Regions from separate parts of the Acanthopagrus latus genome. Here region 2 is linked to region 1. The links are chromatin contacts, called in public Hi-C maps. All regions are on one chromosome and are shown on one strand. The core of a region is the stretch at or near the end of the contact, and the rest is flanking DNA. Distances in the headings are between cores, read along the strand shown. Region 1 holds the start of lgals8b (galectin-8). Region 2 holds the start of LOC119004739 (AT-rich interactive domain-containing protein 1B-like).

Evidence for each region. A called contact is a pair of places that touch in the nucleus more often than the background predicts.
Region 2: a contact with region 1 is called in a Hi-C map of muscle, with 5 times the contacts expected there. The contact joins the promoter of LOC119004739 here to the promoter of lgals8b in region 1. A contact is called at or near these places in 2 of 4 Hi-C or Micro-C datasets (both in muscle).

The regions. Positions count from the first base shown.
Region 1 is chr16:15,987,975-15,995,478 of fAcaLat1.1, reverse strand. It overlaps lgals8b (galectin-8), which reads right to left and starts at 4,689. Exons shown (of 8, transcript XM_037071952.1): 1 at 4,559-4,689; 2 at 2,599-2,687; 3 at 677-887; 4 at 433-552; 5 at 284-310. The coding sequence starts at 4,612. LOC119004761 (interferon alpha-inducible protein 27-like protein 2A) reads left to right here and starts at 4,756. Exons shown (of 4, transcript XM_037071958.1): 1 at 4,756-4,861; 2 at 5,015-5,050; 3 at 5,141-5,302; 4 at 6,573-6,806. The coding sequence starts at 4,852. The coding sequence ends at 6,661.
Region 2 is chr16:16,237,919-16,245,422 of fAcaLat1.1, reverse strand. It overlaps LOC119004739 (AT-rich interactive domain-containing protein 1B-like), which reads left to right and starts at 4,485. Exons shown (of 21, transcript XM_037071920.1): 1 at 4,485-6,054. The coding sequence starts at 4,768.

The sequences.
Region 1 (7,504 bases), core at 3,440-5,939:
GCAGGAAACGGGTCTAGTCAGATTCTGACCATCGTTTCAGATGCTTTCACTTTCAATTTGACTTCATATTTCTTCCACTGCCTGTTGTAGCGATGCCGCCCTGTTCCAAGATCTCATATATTACTTTAACGACCATGATGTTTGACACAAAGCAACCAGAACAGGCCTTAAATAGTTTCAAGTAAACGGCCTGCAGCGCAGCACACAAAGGAATCATTTAGGAGATGCGATCCCATTTTAGTGGCATCACAAGATCACATGATGCAAGAAGGAAAATACTCACCAGGTCACCTGATTCTGAATATATTGCCTAAAGAGAGAGAAAAAAAAGACACATTTGAAAGTTAGTAATTGGACATGTTTCTAAAACAAACACACATCTGACCAGAGGTCTGTCCCATGAGGACAAACAGCTGATGGGAGGATACTCACTGAGTTTGGGATGTAGCCGATAGCGTGCACCCTGACATTCCCAGATATAGAAAATGTGTCGACCCTGTTCAGTGGGATTTTGTGCTTGAATTCCAGCAGGTGGGCGCCGTTTACTGCCACCTGTGGGCGAAGACGGGTATTTTTAAGATCCCTGCTTTTCTATGAATCAAACCACTGCGTTGCATGTATCGTTTAACCCGGGCTTATCAACGCCTTCGCCCCCCGACAGCGCAGGTCCGCTGACCTTGAAGACGTCGTCGTGCACCAGGACGATGGTCTCGAAGGGGGCCCCGCGTTTGTAGGGCAGCTGGTGGAGCGTTTCCTCTTTGCCCCAGCTCTCCTGCAGCAGGGAGTTACACACCACACAGGGCGGGCCTTTGAAGCGAGGGCTGAAGTGGAGGGCGACGTCAGAGCGCGGCTTGGTGCTGCAGCCGCTCGACAGGTCCATCTGAAATCTGCAGAGAAGGGTGCACACAGGGGCTGATTTATTAACCGGGCCCGGGGCTTCACTTCATGTTGAAGGATTTGGGAGTTTGCACCTCTTGGGTACCCAATCAGCAAAGGCTCTATTATACAGGCCCTATGTCAAAATGTATCACTTTTGTTTGTTTGTTCAACCAAAAATAGGAGGAAACAAATAAGTTTTTAAGTTATGCAAAAACATCTGACAACATTTGTCTTGCTTTTCTACGTCCAATTGAATATTTCCCTTCATGCCAAAAAAAATAGATCATCTTAAAGCAACATTTTGTAAAACTGCTGGGGATTATGTTGAGTATAACCAATCTGCCACAAATGTCAAAACAGGGTTTACATCAGTTGATGGTGTGGTTCAATAGGTGATGATAATGATGATAATGATGATGATGATGATGATGGTAACAGCTTCAGGAGTCTGGACATTCTTCTGTTCAGGTACCTTGAGAGTGCTTAGAATTTCACATCTAAAAAGCTGTTCTCACCCTGGCAAAGACTGCAGCTAAATACTGTTTTAAAACTCTACAGTGGTGTGAAAGTTGAAGATTTTCATACTGTGTACATTTGCTAACAACACTGAATTCTACCGTAAAATATCCCAAATTTATACCAGGGTTCATGTCTGTCAGGACAAAACATCTTACAAAATGATAATGTAAATACTGTAAATATCTTGTTTAGTTTATTTAGTCTTTTTTATTTGATTTGTATTTATCTTTTCCAAGTACTGACTTGTTTTAACGTGCTTACTTGTTTAGTGTCTGTGTACAACTACTCCACGTGCCTTAAACTGCCCCCAGGAGACAAATAAAGTTTTTTGAATTGAACTGAATAATAAAGTGTCTGTTCAGCCAACAAACTCTGCACTTTCCCGTCCATTAAGGCTCACTGTAAATTAGAATAATGATTTTAATAGTTGTGTAGCACCTTATCCGCTGAAACTTTGATATTTTCGGAGACATTTACCATGGAGTAAAGGTCTCGTACTGTTGCAGCCGTAGCCCCCCGGGGGGCCCTCTAACCCTTTAATACAGACATGATGTGGTGTAGTGCTAGTGGATGATCTCTGGGGTTTTTTAAGTCCTTCAGCCAGAGGACAAGAAGTATTTACACTGCCAAGTCACAGCTGAGCTGAAATGGTTCCAGCTGATCTCATAGCTGACGTCTCATAAATTCCTCTAAATGTTAAACATTTGAGATGTTGTACATGAATATGGCAGCAAAGCGACTATCTGCTATGTGAAGATACAGTTTAATATATGGATATATAACTCTACTGTAGTCACACGTCATGATCCCATATCAGCAACAGATTACATTTTGCAACTTTGAGCACAAAATTAAGTTGCTGATCAGAAGAAATATTCGGGGAGGAGCGTGGCTCATTGGCAATGTCAGGAAAGGACTCAGAAAATAAGAAATATCATAAAAATACCTACATACACTGAAGGGACACTTTAAGTAGTGCAGTATCTACTAAATGATACCTTTGGAGAGACTTAACCTTCTTCTGTTTATTTAAAGAAATCCATGAGGTGATTTTAGCAGGTGTCCGTGTGTTGTGCAGTTAAAAAAAGTTTAGGAACCTCTCGCCCAGACACAAAATGACGTTCTGGTTGATGGCTTTAATCATCACACCTGACACCTGAAGCCTCTTCAGTACATTTCTCTTGTATCGCTCCATCCTACCTGTCAGCATCTGGCGGCACCGTGCCCTGGATGATGATGATCTCCCCAGGGTGCAGGCCTCCAGGTATGGGCCCCGTGTACGGGATCACCTGAGGGGGAGAGAGTTCGGCGTTAGGAGCGCTGCTCACCTGCAGCTGACAGCAGCTGGAGACACAGACACTTGAAGACTGAACGTGATTCAGTGGATTAACTGGAACACACAGTGACCGTCTGGTAGCTGCTCCGCGTCCTTTGCGCTGCCCGTTTTGAAAGGCACCTGCTGAGAACACAGGCGACTGGCGCACAGTTTAGCAGCTGCATTAGGGGCTGTTGATCATGGCATGATAAAAACACTAATCCTGATGATGATAATAATAATGATAATAATGATGGTGGTGGTGATGACGGTGATAATAATACGCCTCTTACCGGATTCAGGACAGTGTGTTTCGCATTTGCCACAGACATCAGGCTTCCTGTGTCGGACCACAACATGCAGCGGAGTGTGTGGTGTCTGCGGTAAATATGACCGGTTCGCAGCTCTCCTGCACTACGCGGGGATGATGGCAGTGGGCATCTTCTCTCCATAAGCAGCACCGCCGACACCGCGCATGCGCAAGCCCCTACCCACGTGATCAGTCCCGCTGCACGCCGAGCGGCAGCAGAGCAGCAGAGGCCCACTTTCTCTGACGGATTTCAGGTTAACTGATGCATGTTGTTAAACCTCTGTGTGAGCAGCAGGAGCTAATAAAAAATAACTTGACTGAACTTGATTTAATGTACAGGGAAACATTCACAGCACTTCACTTGGTTCCACATTTTATGATGTTGCAGCCTTATTCCAAAATGGATTAAATTCATTATTTTCCTCAAAACTTCTACAAACAACACCCCATAGTGACAATGTGATAGCAGTTTATTTGAAATATTTTACAAATGTATGTACTGGAATGTACTTCATGTATGTACAACAAATGTGTGTATTTAGTTGTGGTTTTTTATTGCTATTATCATGTATGAGACAAGAGGTGGACTAAGGCAGGTTGAGGGGTACAACCTAACAACACTGCCCTATGAACAAGCACTGCCCCTATGTCCATCCAGATGGATGGGGAAAGATGGACAGACAGGGATGGATGGACAAATGGACAGGCTGACATATGGACATGGATGAATGGATGGAAGAATGAGGATGGATGGATGGATGGATGGGTGAGGAAAGAAGGACAACATTTAAAGGGGAGAGTCACATCGTGCATGCAGTATGATTTCAGAGTCGTAGGCAGAGAAGGTGTTTGTACCTAAGCTGCTTCCTGCGAGGGCCAGGATACCACTGGTCATAACTGTGGCTGCAGGTGAAATGATCAAAATCACTGTATAAATAAATAAATTTAAAAAAAAGATTAATCAGTTACAATGTTTATATGTAACCAATTTTTATCTTGTTTTTTTTTTTTAAATACAGTGATTTTGATCAATTTAGCGGCAGCTACAGTTTTGACCAAAATTAACAAAGTCTGCAAATCAAGATAAGAAATTGCAGCTGGCAGTGAGACTGCTTTCTTTTCTTTTAGCAGTGAAGTGATAAACTCCATGACAGAACATCATAAAATACATAATCTTTGAACTTTGAATGGGAGCAGCTGTAACGCAAGCAATTTCCCTTAAAATATTTCTGATTCTGATTCATATATTATGCAGTCAGTTGTCCATATTTAAAGTTAAATTAAATCAAACAAGTTGGCAGTATGGTAGACAGATATCACATTTACGTGTCAGGATCCAGTTATTATAGACACAGATTAAATATCCAACTGTCATTTACCACCACAACTGCCAGCGTTACATGCACTGGCAGCTGTAAACATAAAAACATTAGAAAAATGCATACGTGGGTTTGGTGCCTTCATACTAAACCTATAAGGAGCAGTTAACGTTTACAACGTCATCAGAAAGCGTTACATACGTTGTGTTTTGGTACCTGTCTGTTTCCCAAATATATTCGTACGTGCGTAAATGGGTAAATGCGAGGCATTAACTTATAGCACTTTGTATAAGGGCGCTTTATAGAAGTTCACTCCATTGACTTGTAGTTCACGGGACAGACCTGCCACATCCAATATGGCCGACGCGCTAACGTACTGCGGAAACGGCCCAACACAGTGACGTGTTCACCGTCATCACGTCAAGTCTGCGAGACGCTACAAATAGCCTAAACAGTTTCGATTTTCCGGAGAAACAGGCTGTGTACACTGCTTTGTCAAATCACAAGAAATGGGCCCTGGTCAGTATTGCTGTTCCCTTTGACGACATTGCCACATTTACTGATGTGTTTCCCTTATAACAATACATAAACAATAACCTTAGCAAATGTTGTAAATGTTAAACCAGTTATTAGCTATAAATGTTGATTTCAGTTGTCCATCCTGTGTTTCAGTGTCAGCTGCCGCTATCGGAGCAGGAGTTGGAGCAGGTAAGGCCCTTTGTCAAGCATTGTGACGCATTTTAATCCAGCAACTGCGAACGTAAATGTTTCCTCTGCCGTGTTCTCGTCCATGTGCAGTAGCTGCCCTGTTTGCGGCTCCTGCTGCTCTGGGGTTTGCAGGCTTTACTTCAGCTGGAGTAGCGGCGGGTTCCGTGGCTGCTAAAATGATGTCTGCTGCTGCCGTGGCTAACGGAGGAGGAGTGGCAGCAGGAAGTGCTGTGGCTGTCTTGCAGTCAGCAGGTAAACATCATACAGGACAGATGTTGTAATGGTTGGTTTATAAGCTTACCTTGTGAAATGATCACTACTGGAGCAATGATTTAAAAGGGAGTCATGTGTGGAGTGTAATGCAATGTGTTTTTCCTTTTTTCCTAAGATTAACCGAGTCACATCCAGTCCTCATTGTACTGAGAAACTATAATTTTAAAAAGTTGAAGGGCTGTAAGTTGCGACCATCAACCTCAGAAAATGAGACACAGGGGACCCTTCAGCTTCAGGACTACTTTAGTCGGCTTCACACCTGTATTTGTTTTGGGTTTTTTTGTATTGTCAAACATTCATCATGTAATTGTTCCAAAGTCTGAAGATCAAAACATGGTATCTAATAAAAGTGACAGTAAATGAGGGCAGGATGGCACTCAGCTACTCCTTAAAAACTTTGGAGCCCATTATGACACTTAGTGTTTTTATAACAGATTTTAATCAGTAGGTAAAGGACTTCATTTACTGTTTGTTTTTGGATTCCTAAACATACTTTGTCCATTTGGCACACCCTGCCACCTCTTGAGCTTCAAACAGTGTTCTGGGGACCTTATTTTCCTCTGAGAAATGCTTGTTTGCTCAGTTATGGGGGAAAATGGATATATCTGAGTTAGTATTATTACCTCAAAAATATTCTAAATATTGTGGCTCAGGGGTGGAGCCAGGGTCTTGTTATCGGAAGGTCGCTGGTTTGATTCCCCTGGTGTGCATGTTGCAGTGTCCTTGGTAATACTTCACCCCAACCTGCTCCTTATGTGCTGGTCGGCATCTTGTGTGGCAGCCACTGCCATCAGTCACTTCGGACAAAAGTGTCTGCTAAGCGCCTTAGATGTGAATGTACATTTCTGATGTTGAATTTCTCCTCCAAAACTGCATAGTGCCCCTTTAGTAAGAAAGTGAAGCTGAAGGGTGCCATGACTGCTCATTTGGTAAAGGGTCTGTCCTGTGTACTTAGGAGGATGGAGTTATAAATCGGCCTCAACCTCAGCAATTTACTAAAAACGTGACATAAAAATGCTATGTTTGAACCACAAGAAGCGGTCCTTTTCACGCCTGGGATTGAAGTGGGAAAAAAAGACATGTCTAAGAAAACTCGAGTCATATTGTCACAGAGATTTGGAAAAAAAAAAGTATTCTACAATTCTGATTGTAGTGTTACTGTTTCATGTGGGTTTTTTGTCTTGCCATCAAAGATTCCTCAGGTTCTCTTTAGCTTCGTACCTTAACAAACACTGTGATGTTGCTGTAGGTGCAGCTGGCCTGTCAGGAGCCGCCACTGCCGCTGTGACCAGCGCTGGAGCAGCAGCAGGATATCTGGCCAGTTTTTTCCGCCGATAATCGTAAAATAACTTGAAGAACAAAGGAGGCAAATGCAACTTGAGATACTGTATCTAACCTCTCCCACTCTGCTCACTGTCTATTTCAGCTTATGCCCCCTGGGAGGCGCTATGGGTGTTTTCTGCAATAAATCTATAAAACCTGACATACTGGTTCAGTGTGTCATCCATACGCCATAATGTCCCCTAGAAATGAGTAATGTGTTCAGTGGTTTGTGAACTTTTTTCTGGCCAGTTAAAAGTTGTTGGCTGTGAAACCAAAACTCAGAGCTGAAAGATGCTATAGAGAACAAACAGCTGGATAGTCAGGAGCTGATCAGCTGTAGGTTCATAACTGACAGACACATGTGACTTGCACACAATAACTTGATCCATTGTCACCTGATGAAACTGACCAGACACTTCAACACTACAAATCAAGCTTATCAGTATCCAACATAAAGATGTGTATATTTGACATTGAAGAGCTTGATTGATGAATCAACTTATTTCTGATTGTGATTTCATAGTAAGCACTGACAGGAAATGATTAATTGAATAACCAAAAAGCCTTCTTTTGTCACCTTCTTTTTTCAGTGAAATTAAAACAATCAAATCGTATCAACACGTAACGTTTTCTAAAAGGTGCAGTATATACTTTAATTCAGAAAATTCAGTTTTACCATTTAAGCTACAAACTCAAATTGTGTCCGGTAAAGGGGAGGCCGACAACAAAACCCGTCCACCATAAACCCTTTCTCGCCTCTCGCTTATGCAATATCATGTTGGGGAATATGCTTTATGCATTATTCACCGCTCTTTAAAATATAACTTTAAAGAATTAAAAATGCTATAACCACATGAA
Region 2 (7,504 bases), core at 3,236-5,735, 250 kb before region 1:
TATGCTAAGTCCACCACAGAATGAGCAAAAGTGTTCATCTTTTGCTGCCGGTGCCACTAATTTGTTATAAAAGTTGACGCATCACATCAGCGCCCGTTCGCCAATGGGGACTTCTCTCCAAGGGCAGCGATGCACCGGAGCCGTTACAGCATTTGAAGTGTCTCGCTCACCACGAGCAGCATGAAGTCTACCTTGCAATGCTAGCGGATTAGCTCGCGTTGCCGCGCTAACATATGCAATGACTGCCGGCGAGCTCTTCCCCATTAGGTTTGCACATCAAAGGCGGCGGGAGAAGTTCTTCACAGGCAGTTAAAAGTGGGCTCAGTGTGGATCTTGTAAATACCGTCTTTGAGTCTGTGCCTCTCGGGGGACACTTCACACACTCCTCCAGTCAGGAGGAGGGAGGGAGGGGAAGGAGAGGAGCAGTGACAGGCATCAGATGGGGGCGGAGGGGATGGAGGTATGGGATGGGAGGGGAGGAGGGGGGTGGGGGGGTGTTTCTAAGAGCCCAGTCCCCTGTCACCATCAGGATGGGATCTGTGGATGAAGAAAATCACTCTCCCCTGCTCGCCTCTCTCCCCGTCTGCATCTCGCTCTCATCCTCTTCCTCCTCTTCACACTTCACATGATAGCTGACAGTAAAAGTAGAGCATGGGCTGTTTTTCCATTTTTTTTTTTTTTTTTTTTTCTTTTGAGTCATGTTTTTTCATAACACATAAATAGAGCATGCGGCGTCCTGGGAATTCTGTGATGCCGTGTTTTCGGCGTACAGGCGGACACAATAGCATCCACTCCTCTCAAGTGTTGTTGAAAACATTTTATCCATCATAGCCGTTTGTAGGGCTCTGGTGAGGCCCCCTCGACTCCGCAAGGAGCAGAAAGGAATAAGAGATGTGTTTTGTTAGCAGCCACACAAACACGCGGGTGCCCGGACCGCGCGCACACACCGCACACATCCCGAAGCCCATCGTTGCCTGGTTTTTTGCAGACTGATCAATGCAAATGCTGTTATTTACCCAAGCCTGAAATGAAAAGACTATGGATCAATTTGATGCACTTCCATAGGGTGTGCTCACAATGGCTGGCTTGCTTTTTAGTCTGAGCTACACCCCCTTCTTCTCCTCCTGAGCCATCCACCCTTCATCTTAAACAAGAACCCCCCCCCAACCACCACCACCCCTCAACATCACTAATGCAAAATGTACCACCATGCTCTCTCTCACGTACACAAACCCTCGCTCTCACTCCACATGCTCTTCCTCTCTTTTTCTTTCAAACACACCCACAGTGTGACACTGGGGCTGCATCCGTCTGAGCTCTGTGTGTATGTGTGTGTGTGTGTGTGTGTGTATATCTGAGTGTGTGCATGTGTGTGTTTTGGGCTGACCCACTTTCTGTGCTTGGCCAGGCTTGTGCTGCTGCTGCTGCTGCTGCTGCTGCCGCTGTCTGCTGTGCTGTTCTGTGCTGTTCTGTGCTGTGCTGCTAGGGGGAGATCCCTGCAGACTCCCTCGAAACAGACTCCAGCTCTCTTCCTGACAGACACTCACCGTGGCATGTTATCCCCCCGCGGAAAGGAGACCTCTGCCTCTCTGCCAGAGTGTGTGTGTGTGTGTGTGTGTGAGTGTGTTTGTGTTTGTGTGTGGGAGCTTAAGACACACCTTGATGAAGACGCACGAATGAATACCCCCACAAAAAAAAAGAAAATGCACGCACACCGGTGTACACACAGTAACATCATCCCCACACTCTTGCACACATATGCAAAGCACATACCATCCCAGATCTGTATATTTTTAATTCCATCCACCCTCCTCCGGCTCCTCCTCCTCTCTTCCCCGTGTTTGTCTGGAGTTATTGTTTCAATCTTGCTGCATCAGGGGGCCCCTGAAGGTTATAAATTAAACATAAATGCAAATGCGCTGAGCCATTGCCCTCCTCCACCTCCCTCCTCCCGCACACACACACACACACACACACACACACACCCATCCTCGCCATTCAAACAGATCAGTGTGTCTGCGAATTAATAGGAGAACAGTGGGCTTTTTTTAATGAGCGAGAGAGGGAAATTAGAGTTGCAAAGCCACAGCGCGCACACCCAGAGCTGCAGCCGAGGCAACGGCTTGAAAAGCCGGGCGCCATCATAGAATATGCTAATGCTCCAGGTCCCCTCACTGTCAGCCCTAGTGTTGCTCTAGATGAGATCAGAGCCGAGGCTTTGATCTGGGACACTGATGGGAGCCAGAATCGTCATGTGCACAAAGTACAGAGAGCAGGAAGGGTGTGGATGAGGCTTGTTCTAATCAGAAAAGGTGCAGTGACGAAGCCCCGGACGTAAAGATACGCTCCATCGTTTAAGGGCATTTGTCCAGACAGTACACACACCAGCAGCAGCCCGTCACCTACACACTCGCCCCTCTCTCACAGGATGTAAATGTGATGTCTTCTCAGGGTGTCCTATAGATAAATAGCCATCTGGTCCTGTTGATGCTATAGGCTGGCCCTGAGTATACTGAGTGGTGAACACCATTGAGACTCTGTAGTTGGACCATAACAACGTTATAGCTTTTTATTCTCTGCCATATGGGCTCATAAAGGCAAACGGCTGGGAAAGGTTTCTAGGGATGTCACCGGCTTTTATTTGTCTCCAATGAGCGAGCTTCCATTTGGAAAAGTGGGATTAAGCCTCTTGCTGTCATGTGATGATATGATTTTTTTCCCATCCTACACGAGTAGTTTCACAGAATGCATCGTATATAATATTTTTCCACTGGAGCACAAGGTGTTTTAAACTCTTGATTTCTCCTCTCTCTTGTACTAACACTGTATCTCCAGCAGGGGTCTTCCCATTGTCATGGACATGGCTTCACAGTGAAATACACCATACACTCAGACTCCACACCTACAAGTATAAGGCAGGGTGAATGTGTGAATTAAAGCAACAATTAGCTTTCGCCTATACATCGCCATCCCCGCCTCTGCAGAGATCGCCATTATATTTGGTTATCGTCACCTCCACCACTGGCATCTTCACTCATCATCATCATCATCATCATCATCATCATCAACAACACATTTGTTCCCACCACCACCACCAGTCATCATCATTATCATGGCCATCCTCGGCACAACTCTCATCCCCAAATCTCTCTCTCTCTCTCTCTCTCTCTCTCTCTCTCTCTCTCCCTCCCCACCCACCCCTTCTCTTCCTCCCTCTCTCCCTCCCCCCTCCCTCTCCCCCTCCACCCCTCTTTCATCCGCAGCTCCCTCTGTTGATCAAATGCATCTGATCTCATCAAAGCGGACCCTCTGCTCATTCAAGTCCCAACAGACACCCCAGCTTCTTTACTAAGCACTATTTTGCATTCATGTTTGAATACCACTGATGGGATAGCATATCTTGTAGACTTTGGTTTTTGTGTGGTCCTACACTGCAGCCTGGGGTTGATGCGTTTTTTTTTTTCTTTTTTCTTTTTTTTTCTTTTTAAATTTCATTATCATTTCAGACAGGTTAGTCTCTGATAAAGTAAATCAAATGAAGGGAATTAAAGAATGTAGACTTTTATTCAAATAAGACCCTAATGAAGAACGCCTTTAATATTCATAATATTCATATTACATTCCAGTGGAGACTTACAACGAGTTTATGGTGACCTAATCTTATTGAATGGCAATTTTTCTTATCTGCCATCCCACCGAATGGCCCTGTAGAATATTAGAGAGTTTATAGTTTGTGATATTTCCACGGTTTCCCCCTCTCATTACGCGATTGCTGTGCCTCTTTTGTTGAAGGGCAACATTACTCCTTCTCGCGGCTGAAAAAAAAGAAGTGATAGGAGCGCGTGGGGGGATGAACTCCGACGTTCACGTATTGCAACATTATAGCCTCTATAAAGTGCGATTACATTCTTATTCCGATGGCAACATTATTGCGCACAGCTTGTGGTTGCGTGTCCGACTCCTGTCAGAGCTGCAGAGAGAACTGGCTTGAGCCGAGGGACAGAGAAGGGGTGGGGAGAGGGAAAATCAGATCTGGATAAATGCGTACCAACTCGCTCGGGCAAACTTAACATCTGCCGGTGTGTTTATTTGAAGGGTCCGCGTGGAGCGGGGGAGGACTGTCTGTGCGTAATTTGCAAATACGGTTATTGTTTGTTTAAGAATATCATGCACTTCAGTCCCAAGGAAGGGGAGTCATCCCTTCAGCCTCTGAGGCGCAATTATTCAAATAAATCCAGATGTTATAACGACAGTAAGACATTGTGTGACATGTCCAAATGCTGCCACACCAGGGTCTCATTGTTTTTTTTCTAAAATCAACCGGTAAAACACCGCAAAACACCGAAAAATCTAGATGCAGCGCGCGTAATGGCTCACTACTCCAGTCCGGATTTTCCATGTGAGGCGCGCCGGAGCCCTGGAGGTGGATAAGCTGGTAGAGCCCGCTCTCTCTCATGCCATGCTGGGCCACAAGGGCTCCGGGAGACGCTGCTACATATTACCGAGAACCGGGATGGAGGAGAGGCGGAGGGGGGAAGAGAAAAAGTTTGGTTTAAACCTGGCAGAGAAACTTTCAACATGAAGCCTCACTGACGCACCGCTCCACCACCGCCACAGCAGCAACCAGCGCTACAACAGAGCTCGCTTTTCCACTGAACACATTTTTCACCTCCCAGCTTGTGTTTTTCTTCCCCCTCTTGTGTTATTTTCTGCGCGCAAGGCTGGTCGGGGCTTGCTGTCGCCGCGCGCTGAGATGTTGGAGTGACCATGGCCGCGCAAGTTGCATCGGCTCCGACCAGAACTAATAACAAAAATAAGAAATTATCCAGCGGTTTGGGTCCGGAGCTCAATTCGGGGAAATCCGGAGGAGGAGGCGGAGGAGGAGGAGGAGGAGGAGGGACCGTACAGCGGACTGGACCGATGCTGAGTGCCGGAGATGGGACTCTGAATAATGTAGACCATCACCGCCGAAACGAGCTCAACATGGTTCATTCAACTTCCACGACTCACAGTGCTCCGGACGGCCACGACAAGGATGGGAATAACCTTGCGTCCGCCCCGGCTCCGACTAATTCAACCACTTCCTCGATGGAGACGAGTTTGATCGCGAACCACAAGCTGAAATGTGTGGGGAGCAGCGGAGATCCCCCTCAGTCTCAGCCGCCGCAGCAGCAGCAGCCGCCGCCGCCGCAGTTCGGCCAATTTGCGCCACATCAGCAGCGACAGATTCAAAGTAACAACACCGCCAATAACAACGGCCAGGGGCCCCGTGGGGACAGGGGCATGGATCACCAACACCACGGCGGCAAGGAGAACCTGTTGGGGGGCCAGGGGGAGCCACAGCAGCAGCACATGCCAGGGAAAGGTGAGGGGGAGCTCACCTGTAAACCCGCGGAGAGGATGATGGGTACCAGGTATGAACACACCAACTTGGGGCCAACAAGCAACAACTCTGAGTTTAATAACAACTATTACACTCCGAGGCCCTGCTATGAGCAACATGGCGGACAGCAGCAACAAAGCAGTGGGATGGGGATAACGCACTCCTCGGCACATAACAGCATGGAGAACTCCCACGAAGCAGGGTACCACAACAGCCAGTACAATCAGTACCCGGCGGCGTACCGGGCGGGCTACGGCGGAGGGGCCTACGGGATGATGGGCCCCTCTGGATGCCGGCAGCCTGGTAACATGATGATGGGCAGCAACTCCTCCACGAGCCACGGCAAGCCTCCCCTGGGGGCTGCTCAGGGTGGCTTTCAGAGGTTCCCAGGACAGACTCAGCAGCAGCAGCAGCAGCAGCAGCAGCCGTCAGGGGCCACCCCGACCCTCAACCAACTGCTGACGTCCCCCAGCCCCATGATGCGGGGTTATGGCGGTGCGTATCAAGACTACAGCGGCTCCACGGCGCAGCAGCAAGCCGGCATGGGCCTAGGGAAGGACGTGGGGCCCCAATATGGAGCCGGTTCGGCTCACGGCTGGGGAGGGCAGCAGAGGAACCATCCTCATTCAATGAGCCCGGGCAACGGAGGGCAAGGCCTCGGCAGGACGCAGGTAAGTTTTGGGAAACTTCTCGCTCCGCTGTGCGCCAGTGAACTTGGGTATCTCTTCGACGGTGTGTCACTCATAATAACATTTATTTAGTTGAATTAAATGGGTTCATATTTTTATTCAGGAGGCTGTGTTTGAACGTGTAACATTTGACCCACCTGAGCTTTAACGTGACAGAAAACAAAAGAAGAAAACACACTTTTATTTATTTATTTTTAATATCTCAATTTAGTAGGATATTTTAAGGAGCCTGCAACAGTTGATAGGATAAACCAGAGGCTGTGTTTCTGCCGTCATATATCAATACTTTATATTCCAGTCGTGTGCCCTGATTGTTATTTCCTCTTCAGTTTTACATAGTGGATAAAAAAGCACCATTCACGCTGGCTGGACCTCTCTGCCGACGTGGTGTCAGACACGTTGCGAAACGCCCTGTTTAGAGGACGTGTTGTGTTCGAGGCGCCCGCCGGACAAAGTGACAACACTCCTATAGAAAATGTACGAAAACGCTCAGTACAAACAGTCGTGTTCGTCATGTCTTGGTGTTTGACTGACGTGAAGAGTCGCACAGACGCCGCGGCCGTGCAGACACCGTCCGTGCCTCCCACTTTCCTCTCTCCTCCTCTCCGTGCGCTCCGTGTCGAGCCGGAGCGCTCCTGCGTGCGCCTCGTTTTTTATTCCCGTGCCCGCTGCTCTCTCCACTATTTGAATAGTGGAGGTAAACTGGCTTAAAGCTCTCCGTACTCCTCGTCTCACAGTTGACACCCAGTCTGCCATCTGATTGGCTCCCTGTGGCCCCGCTGGGCAGACTGCACGGGGGGAAGAAAAAAAAAAAAAAAAAAAAAGGGAGGAAAAAAAAAGGATTCTTGCAGGGATCCTTGGCCATGGCGCTGTGGTGATGCTGCATTCAGGTCTTATGGGAATATTCCAGACTTGGAGGCCGTCCAACGCAATAATTGAAGTTTTATGAAGGTTTAGGCCTACTGATAATTATCCTCATATTTTTTTCCCTACTCACTTCAATGTCAGACCAGAATGATAAAGAAAGTAGACGGTGTGTTTTCATGCGGAGTGAGTTGTCGCCTCGATTCACTCGTCACATTTTGCCCCATCCGATCCGATCTGTGAGAAAAATTTGCCCAACACATGTCTCTTACACATGTCGTGTTCATGCACCCCCACCCCCGGCCAGCCGCACTTCTGTGGGCCACTGCTGCAGCTGGGCTTCGTATGCCTTGCTCGAGGGCACCTCGGTGGTAACAGAGTGTTGCTAATTGTTTCGAGTATTTCCTCCGTCTGTTTTGGAGGAATCCAGTCAAGGATCCCTGGGTGTCCCCGACCCTGAGCGGAAACAGTGATGTGTCAACAGTGTGCAGACCTGCAGCCAGAGGGAGGAGGGTGGGGAGGGGGGAGCAGCCACCGCCAGCTCAGAACGCTGACCCCTAAAAACACA